2 separate regions of the Callithrix jacchus genome follow, and region 1 is linked to region 2. The links are chromatin contacts, called in public Hi-C maps. All regions are on one chromosome and are shown on one strand. The core of a region is the stretch at or near the end of the contact, and the rest is flanking DNA. Distances in the headings are between cores, read along the strand shown. Region 1 holds the start of XPO1 (exportin 1). Region 2 holds the start of LOC144579124.

Region 1 (6,872 bases), core at 29-2,528, 230 kb before region 2:
CACCCCAACTTCTCCCCAAGCCGTGGGGCTGAGGAAGCCCTTCCATTTCGCGAGGCGCCCCGCTTAACTATCACGCTCCTCGTCCTCCTCCGCCGCCACCCGCACACACGAATGACCCAGCAAGCGCTCCCCTCCCCGCCTCCATCCCCCAGCGGTAAAAGCGGCTCCATTCAATCGCAGGCTCCATCGTGGGCCCGGCGCGCCCCCGGCCCGCCCGCCGCCTCCCGGGCTCGCTTCCCGCGGCGACTACAGCCGCCGCGCCCCACGCCGGCCTCCTCCCGCCCGTCCGCGACGCCGCCCGACCCTCGGCCCCGAAGACACAGTCGACTTACCCAGAGATTTAACCAACTGCTCCTTCCTTCCTTGTTGGGGGATTAGGGCGAGGGAAGGTGGGGAGGGGGGAAAGGGGACGAATCAAGGTGGGTTTCACAGTTTTCCCACCTTAAAAAAGGAAATTTCAAAAACGGAGAGGAAAAGGGCAAAAAAAAAAAGCTCAATAATATTTACTATTTCAGGGACGCTTCCCCACAACACACACACCCACCCGCCCCCCCCCCAAAAACAAGGGGAATTAGGAGGAATAAACGCTCCCGCCTGGCTAGGAGTGAGGGAAGGGGGAGGGAACGGGGTCAAGTCCTGAAGATTCAGCCCAAGGGGGACCCTCCAGCCACAGGCAGCAACAGAAGTGGCAGGAGTAGGGGGTGTAGAGTCCACACGGCCGGGGGGACGCTCTGCTGCCAGCTGCAGTCCGACTCCCCCCCTACCAAAACACGGCTCCCTCTCTCACGCGGCTCCGGCGCTGGGCCCCCCCACAGGCTCGCCTAAACTTTCCCCCCTTCTCTTGCTCCTCAGCGACTGGTGGCTCCCCCTCCCCCTCTGGGTGGTTGCACGGACTGCAGCAGCAAAGACTGGAACAGGCACGGCCGCCGGGGCTGTAGCTACTGTTGCTCTTGCTGATGCTGTAGCTCCCGCTGCTCCTGCCGCGGCCGCTGCAGCCGCTTCTCCCCCTCCTTCTAGTGCCTCAAACTCGGAACCGGTTGAAACCGGTTCAGACTGGGAGATTCCATCTCGGTTGAGTTTTCAGCCCATGGCGCCGCGGAGCGTTTGGAACCTGGGCCTCCGCCCCCAGCCCGCCCTGCTATTGGTCAGTTCCAGCCACAGCCACGCCATGAGCCTATCTCTCGTTGGTCCGAGAGCCAGTCAATCCCACCTCAAGTCTCCACACGAGCCCGCCGCTCCGGCCCCCGCCTCTTTTCAGCAGCGATTTGCCCGCAGAATGGGGGAGGGGAAGTGGGACGGGTCGAAAAGCAAGAGGAGAGGGGTGGAGGAGGAGGAGGTGGGACGAAGAGTCTGGCTGAGTAGAAAAAGAGAGTGAAGAAAATCCGCGTGGAGGGTTGGTTAGAACGAGCTGTCAATCAAACACAGCCCGCCCTCGACTTCCCTTCCCCCTCCAGCCCTCCCCCTCCCAGTGTCTAGTTCGCAGGCCCGGCCTTTCCCGCCGGCTCATTGGCTGGGCGCCTTCGGTGACGGAGAGGGTGGGGCGCAGCTCGTGAGCGTGTGGCGGCGCGAGTTTGATCGCTGCGCGCGGTAGCGTTCGCTTTGCTTCCCCCGGACTCGGCTGGCCTATCCCTACCGGGTCCCGCCAACCTGCGGGGCCTGAGCCAGCGGGAATCAGGATCCGCCCCTCAGATGGGGGCTGCGTTCGGAAAAGGGAGGAGACACCCAGTTGTTTAGAACTCAAAGCGGGGTGGAGAAAGTAGCGAAAAGAACACTTCCTAGGTAGGCCCCAGACCTCTCATCCATTTTAGAGGCCTGGGTTCGGGGCCAGGTAGCTGAGAGAGAAAGGTTGGGGTGACGCGCAGAGTGTGCATTTTTGGCGCCTTGTGATGTTTTCAGGGTCTTGGAAAAGATATCGAAATACTTCTTGGGAAAGTCTTAAAATTTCAACTCTGTCTCCCCGGGCTGGAATTTGGCCGCTTCAACAACCTTTCCTGAAAACCAAAACACTGCAATTCCAAGTGTGGTTTAACAGTGCATGTTTTGGCTGGGTGAGCTTTCATGCCAACTGCTTCCCACCTGGTGCCCTTGATCTGCCACACTCAGATATTTCTTTTACCCTAGATGCCCTTCACGTACTAAATCACCAAATAGTATTTTCTGTGAAAGTCACATGCATGTGGCCTTTGACGTGGTTGCCTCTCTGATTTGTTCCCAAGTGTCCTCCAAATCAGCTTTACAGATTGTTGTACGCTTAAGAGCAAATAGCCTACCAAAATTTACTAGGCTCATTGTGCCACCAAGACGTGGATAAATGGTTTATTAAATTAATAAAATTTTCCTTAGCAAATGTTCACTTACGATGGACTATGGCTAACCAAAGCATTACTTATTCTAACTCCCCCTCCAATAAAGAAAACCCCAACAACTCAATTCTTAGGTGTACCAGAATGATTTGGGATGATTTTCAGACCTAAGTTTTTTTTTTTTTTTTTGAGAAGGAGTCTTGCTCGTCGCCCAGGCTAGAGTACAGTGGCGCCATCTCGAGCTCACTGCAACGTCCAACTCTCTGATATATATATATATATATATATACACACACATATACATACGTATATATATACACATATACATACGTATATATATATACACACACATACGTATATGTGTATATACATTATAGATGTGTATACATATGTATATACATATGTACACATGCATATATACATATGTATACATACATACACAGGTATATACGTATTATACACATACGTATGTACATACGTATATACGTATGTGTATAATACGTATGTGTATATACATATACACATACGTATATACATACACATATGTGTATATATACACATACGTATATACATATATATAATGTACTATGTATGATATATGATGTCCAGTTAGCCCTCTGTATCCATGGTTCCCCATCCTCAGTTTCAACCAGCCCTCGGTGGAAAATATTCAAAAATATTCAAATAATAATGATATAGGCTGGGCCACGTGGCTCACACCTGTAATCCCAGCACTTTGGGAGGCCAAGGGAAGCAGATCACAAGAGACCAGCCTGCCTAACATGGTAAAACCCTGTTTCTACTAAAAAAATACAAAAATTAGCTGGGCGTGGTGTCCAGCACCTGTAATCCCAGCTACTCAGGAGGCTGAGGCAGGAGAATGGCTTGAAACCGGGAGGCAGAGGTTGCAGTGAGCCGAGACCATACCATGGCACTCCAGCCTGGGTGACAGAGTGAGACTCCCTCTCAAAAAAATAATACAACAATAAAAATAAATTAAAACGCAATGCCATAAAACAACTATTTACATAGCATTTACATTGTATAAGGTACACAATATATATGATGTAAACTTTAAGTCATATAAGGTATTATAAACAATCTTGAGATTAAAGTGTAATGGGAAGTGTACAAATACAGTATATGCAAATACAGTAAATCCTCACTTAATGCTCATGGAGAGGATCTTGGAAACTTCAACTTTAAACACAAGGATAGGCCAGGCATGGTGGCTCACGCCTGTAATCCCAGTGCTTCGGGAGGCCAAGGTAGGCAGATCACATGAGGTCAGGAGTTTGAGACCAGCCTGCTCAACATGGTGAAACCCCTTCTCTACTGAAGATACAAAAATTAGCCTGGCGTAGTGGTGGGCACCCGTAATCCCAGCTACTCAGGAAGCTAAGGCAGGAGAATACGGGGAACCCGAGAGGCAGAGGCTGCGGTGAGCTGAGATTGCGCTACTGAAGTCCAGCCTGAGCAACAGAGCAGGACTCTTTCTCAAAAACAAACAACAACAACAAAACCCACAAGGATGTATAACAAAATCAGTTTTACCATAGGCCTCTAATTCCAGCATTTTGGGAGGCCAAAGTTGGAGTATCACTTGAGCCCAGAAGTTGGAGGCCAGCCTGGGCAACATGGTGAAACCTGGTCTCTACCAAAAATATAATAATTAGCTGGGTATGGTGGCATGTGCCTGTAGTCCCAGCTAGTCAGGAGGCTGAGGTGAAAGGATAGCTTACTTGAGCCCGGGAGGCTGACGCTGCATGAGCTGTGGTGATGAGTGTGCCACTGCACACTCCAGCCTGGGTGACAGAGCGAGACCCTGTCTCAAAAAAAATTACCAATCTAATTCAGACAAAAGTATGATTGTATATGATGCTAAAACCAGCTGGGATTTTTTTTTTTTTTTTTTTTTCAAAAAGGATCTTACCATGTTTCACCCAGGCTCTCTGCAGCCTGGACCTCCCAGGCTGAAAGGATCCTCCCTGCCACAGCCACCTGAGTAGCTGGGACTACAGGTACATGCCACGACACCTGGCTAGTTTTTGTATTATCTTTTTCAGAGAAGGGGTTTTGCCATGTTACCCAGGCTGATTCTCCTGTAGGCAAGTGATCCTTCTGCGTCAGCCTCCCAAAGTGCTGGGATTATAGGCTTGCGCCACCTGGCCTGGTCAGGATACTCTTCCTTTCTTTTCTTTTTTCTTTTTTTTTTTTTGGAGGCAGAGTTTTGCTCTTGTCGCCCAGGCTGGAATGCAATGGTGCAAACTCGGCTCACCGAAACCTCCACCTCCTGGGTTCAAACAATTCTCCTGCTTCAGCCTCCAGAGTATCTGGGATTACAGGCTTGCGCTTGGCTAATTTATTTTTAGTAGAGACGAGGTTTCTCCATGTTGGTCAGTCCGGTCTCAAACTCCCAACCTCCGTGATCTGCCCACCTTGGCCTCTCAAATTGCTGGGATTACAGGTGTGAGCCACGGCACCCAATAGGATATTCTCTTCAAGAAAAAATAGACCTGGGAAGATGAAGTCTGGGTTGCACCCCTATTTCTGTCAGGCTCAATTCAGTGTCGAGACTGTTTATGAAAAATTAATGAGTATTCTGTCTGATGTTAAGCTCCCTATATCACCAAGACATCAGTAAATAATCTATGTAGAGTCCCCAGCTAAAAAGGGGTGAGATTAAAGTGTAACGGGAAGTGTACAAATACAGTATATGCAAATACAGTAAGTCCTCACTTAACATGCTCATGGAGAGGATCTTGGAAACCTACATTGTCTGTGAAACCTCAAATCAATCAGGAGCAGAATCAGTAGTTGCCTGCAGGTGAGTTGCTGCCTTTTTGAGAACATACTGAAAGAATATGTGACAAAGCTGCTAAATCTAGGAGTTGAAGTTTGACAGTCTGAGAAGTCTGTACAGTTCTATGGGGTGACATTCAACAATGGATCCCAAGATTCTCTTACTCCTGGAGAAATGAGAGAAGTATCCCTTAACCTGTACCATTCTCGGACAGGACAGAGGAAGCTATAGCTGTTTTGTTGAAGTACTTGTAGGCCAAATATAAAAATAATGAAATGGGGTTATAGGTCTGCTGTAACAGTCAGTTTGGGCTGCTCTAATAAAGTACCGTGATCTGGGTGGCTTAAACATTTATTTCTCACATTACTGGAGGCTGGAAGTCTGAAACCAGGGTGTCAGCATGGTTTAGGTTCTGGCAAAGACCCTCTTCAGGATTGCAGATGGATGAGTTCTTCCTGTACTCTCTTGCAAAGGTAAAAAAAAAAGGCTAGAGAGCTTTCTGGGGTATCTTTTTTTTTTTGAAGATTGAGATTCACTCTTGTTGCCCAGACTGGATTGCAATGGCGTGATCTCAGTTTACTGCAGTCTCCGCCTCCCAGGTTCAAGCAATTCTTCTGCCACAGCCTCTTGAGTAGCTGGGATTACAGGCATGCGCCACCATGCCTGGTTGATTTTTGTGTTTTTTTAGTAGAGACCATGTTTTACCATGTTTGCCAGGTTGGTCTCCATTTCCTGACCTCGTGATCTGCCCGCCTCAGCCTCCCAAAGTGCTGGGATTACTGGCGTGAGCCACTGCGCCCAGCCTCTGGAATCTGTTTTACAAGAGCACTAATCTCATTCATGAGGATTCCACCCTCATGATCTACTGATCTCCCAAAGGCCATACCTCCTAATACCATCACATTAGGGTTTAGGATTTCAACATGCTAATTTTCAGGGGACACCAACATTCAGTCCATTGCAATATATAAGAAGCAAAATAGACTAGGGAAGCTAAAGTTGGTACCTGTGGGTTGAAAAGATATGCCATTTCTTTCTTTGGAGACAGAGTTTCACTCTTGTTGCCCAGGCTGGAATGCAATGGCACTATCTCAACTCACCGCAACCTCTGCCTCCTGGTTCAAGCAATTCTCCTGCCTCAGCCCCCAAAGTAGCTGGGATTACAGACATGCTCCACCATGTCTGGCTAATTTTGTATTTTTTGTGGAGATGGGGTTTTTCCATGTTAATCAGGCTGGCCTTGAACTCCCAACCTCAGGTGATCTGCCTGCTTTGGCTCAGATCACAGACATGAGCCACCATGCCTGGTCATTGCAATTCTTTTTCACTCAAAAACATTTCATTAAGGGGCAGGCAGGGTGACTCATGCTTGTAATCTGAGCACTTTGGGAGGCAGCAGTGGAAGGATCACTTAAGGCCAGGAGTTTGAGATTAGCCTGGGCAACAAAGTGAGAACCCCCGCCCCCACCATGTCTCAGAAAAAATAAAAATAAAATAATTACACAAAAAATTGTATTATGTATTAGGTAATAGGAAACAGAAAAGGAAATAAAGGGAATGAAGAAGTGACATGAATTTATTCGTTCAACAAATATCAAGACCCCATTATTTCCTGATTATTGTTCTAAGTTCTGAGGATTCAAGGGGGAACAAATCCAACAAAAATCCTTGCTTTCATTGAACTTTGAGTTTAATGGAGGACACAAAGTCAATAGTGTAAGTCAGAGAATTCATATGTTGTACAGTGGTTAAGTGCTAAGGTTAAA
Region 2 (6,319 bases), core at 166-2,665:
ATCAGGGACCTGTACAGATTTACATATAAGAATATTCATCTAAGTAGAAGTGAAAAGCTGGAAATGGTTGAAAAGTCCAACAACTTAGGGAATGGTTGAACAAATTATGACATCCACACAGCCATTAAAAATGATTCTGTAGGCTGGACCCGGTGGTTCATGCCCTCAATCCCAGAACTTGAGGAAGCTGAGGTGGGAGGATAACTTGAGGCCAGGAGTTCAAGACCAGCCTGGGCAACAACAGGGCAAGACATTTTTAAATTTTTCTCGAAAAAAAAAAAAAAAAGTAAGCGGTATTTTAATTTACCTGCAAAGACATTACCGGGAAATAACTTGCTTACATTTTCTATTTTAAAAAACCAAACACCTTTACGTGTATTATGAAAACTCTAAATTTATGTAGCAATACGCTAATGGTAATATCCATGGTGGCGATAATGAGAGTTTAAGCTTCTTTTATAAACATGTATGTACTACTGAACTATTGCTCCTCTTACCGGGAGCAGGCATTTTTTTAAAAGCACTGTTTTTACAATCAGGAAACACAGGACACTATTACTTCGCTAGGGGAGACGGGCACTGGGAGGACACTAGCCGGCGAGAGCAGGTCAACACGGGCTCGCTGACGCCCCCGGTCGCCCGCGCCTCGCCCCGCAGCTCTCCGAAGAGCCCCGCGACCGGAAACACGCCACGCCGGGCCTCGGGAATTATGGGCATCGGACGGACAGCTCGTGACCTCACGAGGAAAACGGTCACCTTCTGAAAGAAACACGAACTCCTTTTTTCTGTATCAGAACATTTCTCATTCACCTGAGAGCGGCGTTTCCATCCTGAGGTGTTGGGGGGAGGTTGGAGGTGGGCGGGGTGACAGTTTTCTCTTGGAAACGAAAAACAGCCAGTTCACACAGGCGAGGCTTGGAGTCCGCCCCGCGGACAGCCGTTTCCATGGGTGACGACATGTGGCAACGCCCCTAAGGGAACGTCGGCGAGGGGAACTATTGTGTTCCCAAAATCGTCCTGAAACAAGGACGGAAGTTCAGCGGAGCCGGGGGCGTAGAGGCAAGGCACTATTTGATTGGCCTGCAGCGGCGCAACGGCGGAACGCCGGCGGAAGTGCGCGCGTGTGCAGGGGGTCCCCGCGCGTTGGCGCTTCTCTCACGCCCTTGCGGGTGCGCAGGTCTCTAAACTGGGCGGAGCAAGGGGAGTAATGTGTGCCTTCCGGAAGCACGCGCGTAAATCTTCACCCATGAGTAACCGCCGCCGTAATCCAGAGAGGCCCTTCTACAAGACCTAGCCCTTGGCGGGTGTGACACTGCGGAAGGCGAAGGGAGAAAGGCGGCCCGGCAGAAAGTTCGTGTCAGCTGCCGGCCGTTCCCGACTTAGCCTAGGGTGGGGTGGGATCGATACCCGGAACATGCCGGGTAAAGACCGCGCGGAACCGCGAAACCGCTGAGGGAGTGTTGGGTGGAGAGGCCTTGGAGACTGACAGGCTCTTTCCTCGTGAGGGTCATCGACCCAATTACTTGGAAACCAGATAGACCTGACAGCTGTGTCTGGGGTGGAGGTTGATGACCAGTTATTGAATGAATAGCGGAGACATTTGCGTAGGAGTGTTGATGCGAGATTTTTTTTTTTTTTTTTTTTGAGACCGATTCTCTCTGTGTTACCCAGACTGGAGTGCAGTGATGCGATCTCGGCTCACCACAGCCTCCGCATCCTGGGTTCAAGCGATTCTCCTGCCTTTGCCTCCCGAGTGCCTGAAACTACAGGCACGCGCCACCATGCCCAGCTAATTTTTGTATTTTTAGTAGTCGGGGTTTCACTGTGTTGGCCAGATTGGTCTCGAACTTTTGACTTCGTGATCCAAACGCCTGGGCCTCCCAACGTGCAGGGATTACAGGCATGAGCCACCGGGCCCGGTTTTTTGTTTTGTTTTGTTTGAGATGGAGTCTGGCTGTCTCCCAGGCCGGAGTGCAACGGCACGATTTCGGCTTACTCCAACCTGCCTCCCGGGTTCAAGTGATTATCCTGCCTTAGCCTCCTGAGTAGCTGGGACTACAGGAGCGCACCACCACGCCCAGCTAGTTTTTGTATTTTTAGTAGAGACGGTTTCGCCATGTTGTCCAGGCTAGTCTAGAACTAGTCCATGTAGTCTAGAACTCCTGACCTCAGGTGATCTGCCCGCCTCAGCCTCCTAAAGTGCTAGGATTACAGGCGTGAGCCATCATGCCTGGCCTGATGTGAGATCTTTAAAGCCTTTGTAGTTTATCTGTAAAAACCCTTGATTTGTTAGGAAACTTAAAAACAATTGTAAGTGATGTAAACTTCATTCTGCTCCCTTTGGCTAATTATCTAACTTTATGGTGATTAGTACCTGCTGTAAAAGTCTAACATTTGGAGTCCCAAAGAGTAGACAAGAATGACCACATTTTGGTAGAGTAACACCTTCACTGGAGACCGGGAAACCGGGTAAGGCTTCCAGGTCAAAGATTTCTGGACTAGGTGGAGAATCATGTTTAAAAGAAAAATAATATGTTCATGTAAGAAATGCTTCAGGCTTAAGGACCTGTTTGACTTGAAATAAATTACATAATTCAGTGATGGAACCTTTGTGTTAGGCAATATTGACCCACTGGCCACCATTATTATAGTTTTTAAATCCTCTTAATTGTAGATACTAGAGTCTTTTACTATTCTTAGAGGGAATTTTGTTTTAGATGAAATGCAAAATTGCACAAGTTTGAATATAATTACATACTGTATTTTAAGGAAGAGACAAATTGAAAATGTACATTTTTTTTCTAAAAAGTTTTAAAATAATTAGATGTTTAGGCAAGCACATTAGAAAATACAGATAAAAAGGAGCAAAAAATTATCACTAATCCACTGGTTAGAGTTAACTGCTGTTAACATTTTAGTGTTTTCTTTTTGTTGTTTTTTCCTATCATATATCTTACAAATATTGAATCACTATAAACAATGTGTTTTTTAGCAGAACATAAATCAACCTGTGGCTTTAGCTGGGGAGTAGGACTATTGAGACTGGGTGATTTATGAAGAAAAGAGGTTTAATTGACTCATGGTTCTGCAGGTTTCACAGGAAGCATGGTGCTGGTATCTGCTCAGCTTCTGGGGAGGCCTCGGGGAGCTTTTACTTACGGTGAAAAGTGAAGAGGGAGCTGGCATGTCACTGTCAAAAGCACAAAGAAGAGGGAGTAGTGGGGCGGGGAGTTCCATACACTTAACCAGATCTCGTGAGTTCTCACTACTGCAAATATAGCACCAAGCCATGAGGAATCCACTTCCATGACCAGACACCTCCCATCAGACTCCACCTCCAATATGTGGATTACATCTCAACATGAGATTTGTATGGGGACAAACACCCAAACTATATCAGGTACATTATGACATTAAAATCCCCTGACTCAAATTAGCTCTAAAGCTTCCTTTACCTCAGGTCTTTGTGTGTGTGTGCGTGTGTGTGCGTGTGTGTGTGTGTGTGTGTGTGTGTGTGATGGAGTCTCACTCTGTTGCCCAGGCTGGAGTGCAGTGGTGCAATCTTGGCTCACTGCACCCTCTGCCACCCAAGTTCAAGCGATTCTCCTGCTTCAGCCTCCTGAGTTGCTGGGATTACAGGTCTGGGCCACCACGCCTCGAGAATTTTTTTATCTTTAGTAGAGATGGGGTTTCACCATCTTGGCCAGGTTGATCTTGAACTCCTGACCTTGGGATCCACCTGCCCCAGCCTCCCAAAGTGCTGGGATTACAGGCGTGAGCCACTGTGCCCTGCCACGTCTGGTCTTTTTAGTTAAATAAGCATCTGTCTGTCTATCTATGCATTCTTTTTTGTTTATGCTCATTTTAATTTAGTTTCTGCTATTTACAACATAAGGATTTCTTAAGGGCACATTCCTGTGGCAGCGAATACTATTTGACCCTCAAAATAATTCTTCCTCTTTCAGTGGTAACAATCCTCAATTTTTAGGTGGGTATAACTGCCCAGAATATAAATACATCTCGAAGCCCTTTGGCAAGGTGTACCCTCGTGACTATGTTTTGGCCAAAAAGATAAAAGCAGAAATACTATGTATGGCTTTCAGGGAGTGTCCTTAAAAGAGGAATTGTATGCTTTCTCCTTTACCCTTCCTTCTTCCTGAGATGACTGGAGCTATTTTACAGCCATTTTGGATCATGAGAGAGTTAGGAAGAAATTAAGGTTATGCAAGGCAGAGTATCAGAAAGAAGAAAACTGGGTTCCTGACACAATGAAGCACCATATCCATCTTGGAGCACTTACTTCCTACTCTATATAAGAGGAAAACAGACATATATGATGTAAGCTACTGTTATTTTGGGGTTTTCTTTTTTCGTCATTCAAAACTGAGCCAAATAGCTAACACTAAACCTTATATATGTTTCATTGTGTACTTTATTTTTATTAAAAAAAATTTTTTTAGACAGGGTTTCGGTCTGTCACCCAGGCTGGAGTGTAGTGGCACAATCACAGCTCACTGCAGCCTCGACCTCCCAGGCTCAAGCAATCCTCCTGCCTCAGTCTCCTAAGTAGCTAGGACTACAGGTGCATACCACCATTCCCGGTTACTTTTTTTTTTTGTAGAGACAGGGTTTCACCATGTTACCCAGGCTGGTTTTGAACTCCTGAGCTCAAGCAATCTGCCCGCCTCAGCCTCCCAAAATGATGGGATTACAGACATGAGCCAATGCACCTGGCCTTATGGTGTAATTTCTTGCAAGTCAAACTCCACCATATAACTTATGAATCATAAATGAATCCCACTCCAAAGTTCTGAATTATTCCAGTTTTTATGTGACATTTTTGATTGAATAAATGAGCATTAGTAGCAAATGTGTTATATTGCAAGAGAAACACAAAAAATGGGAGGATGAACATGAATATATTTTTTTCTAATGTATTGAACGTGGGAGTCTTAAACCTTCCAATTATTAAAAGGGTCAATGATGGCTCCAATAATTTAAATTATAACATTAATATTTTGGCCTGGAAATATCTTTTTATTTATATTAAATCAGCTTTAAAATATTGTAAAGCTAGAAAACTGTAATTAAAATTTTCTTCTTGTAACATTTCTGCTTTAGGAAGTTTCTAGTTCCAAGTAAGATGGAGTGAGCAAATCCCAACCTATCTCTCTCCTACTGAATGTAGCTATTAACCTGGAAAAAATGCATGGCTCCCAAACTTGACGACTCTGAGAAGTAAATCTAAACAGAAAGTTTGGAGAAGAAGGCATGAATATGAAGTACCACTGAATATGCAGAGAGCTTACCATTTTTTCCCCTCTGATATCCCTAATCTGGAATCGGTGCAGCCCGAAAGCCTGAAGTGCAAATCAATGTGGACAGAAAGAGCTCCAGGAGAAGGCTTCTAGATCTGGCTTGAGGAATGGAAAAAGAGTTTCCTAATGTACAGACAAAGTAGGGGAAATCTCATGTGCTTTGTTTTTGTTTTTTTTCTCCATTCTCTAGCACCCAAATCTCAAGTAACCCTATAAGAGCAGAAGTGAAAGTGACAGTAACGGTAAGAGGAGGCAGCAGGTGCCTAAAACTTTGAGAAAAGAGAACTTTCCTCTATGATCAGAGGAGCTGTGCTCCCCAAACTCAGAGTAGGGCAAATGACAAACCCCCGTTGCTTTTTTTTTTTCATCTTTGTCCTCCCACTGCTTGCCTCCAAACATAAGCATAGTCATGGGAAGTGAACAGCAAAGTAGTGTATGTACTTGGCTGGGACAATGGCTCATACCTGTAATCCCAGCACTTTGGGAGGCTGAGGTGGGAAGATCACTTGAGCCCAAGAGTTCAAGATCAGCCTGGGCAACAGTGAGACACTGCCTCTACAAAAAATACAAAAATTAGTTGGGTGTGGTGGTGCATGCCTGTAGTCCCAGCTACACAGGAGGCTGAGTTGGGAGGATCTCTTGAACCCAGGAACTCAAGGCTGCAGTGAGCTGAGATTATACACCTCAGCCTGGGTGACAGAGAAAGACTCTGTCTCAAAAAATAAAAAATAAAACCCTAGTTTTCTGATCAGAGAACTATAAAAGGGAGCCCCAAGGAATTGAGATAAAACAAGGAAATCAAGTAGAGGAAGGAGCAAAAGTTTATGATTTCTGGGCTAACTCTCACACTGTACTTGTATGGATCTGATATTCACCACTGTACCACAGGCTGTGAGAACTGAGCTACGGTTCCTGCCCCAGACCTCGACTGACCACTGGGTGGAGAACATTCAGGACTGATCCAAATTACACTGCAAAGACTTTGAAAACAGAACTGATAT

What was found. A called contact is a pair of places that touch in the nucleus more often than the background predicts.
Region 1: a Hi-C map of skeletal muscle shows a contact between it and region 2, with 3 times the contacts expected there. The contact joins the promoter of XPO1 here to the promoter of LOC144579124 in region 2. A contact is called at or near these places in 2 of 3 Hi-C or Micro-C datasets (both in skeletal muscle).

What each region holds. Positions count from the first base shown.
Region 1 is chr14:52,580,723-52,587,594 of calJac240_pri, reverse strand. XPO1 (exportin 1) reads right to left here and starts at 1,278. Exons shown (of 25, transcript XM_035272482.3): 1 at 1,211-1,278.
Region 2 is chr14:52,355,821-52,362,139 of calJac240_pri, reverse strand. LOC144579124 reads left to right here and starts at 1,415. Exons shown (of 4, transcript XM_078348366.1): 1 at 1,415-1,421. The coding sequence starts at 1,415. It also overlaps the pseudogene LOC118147314.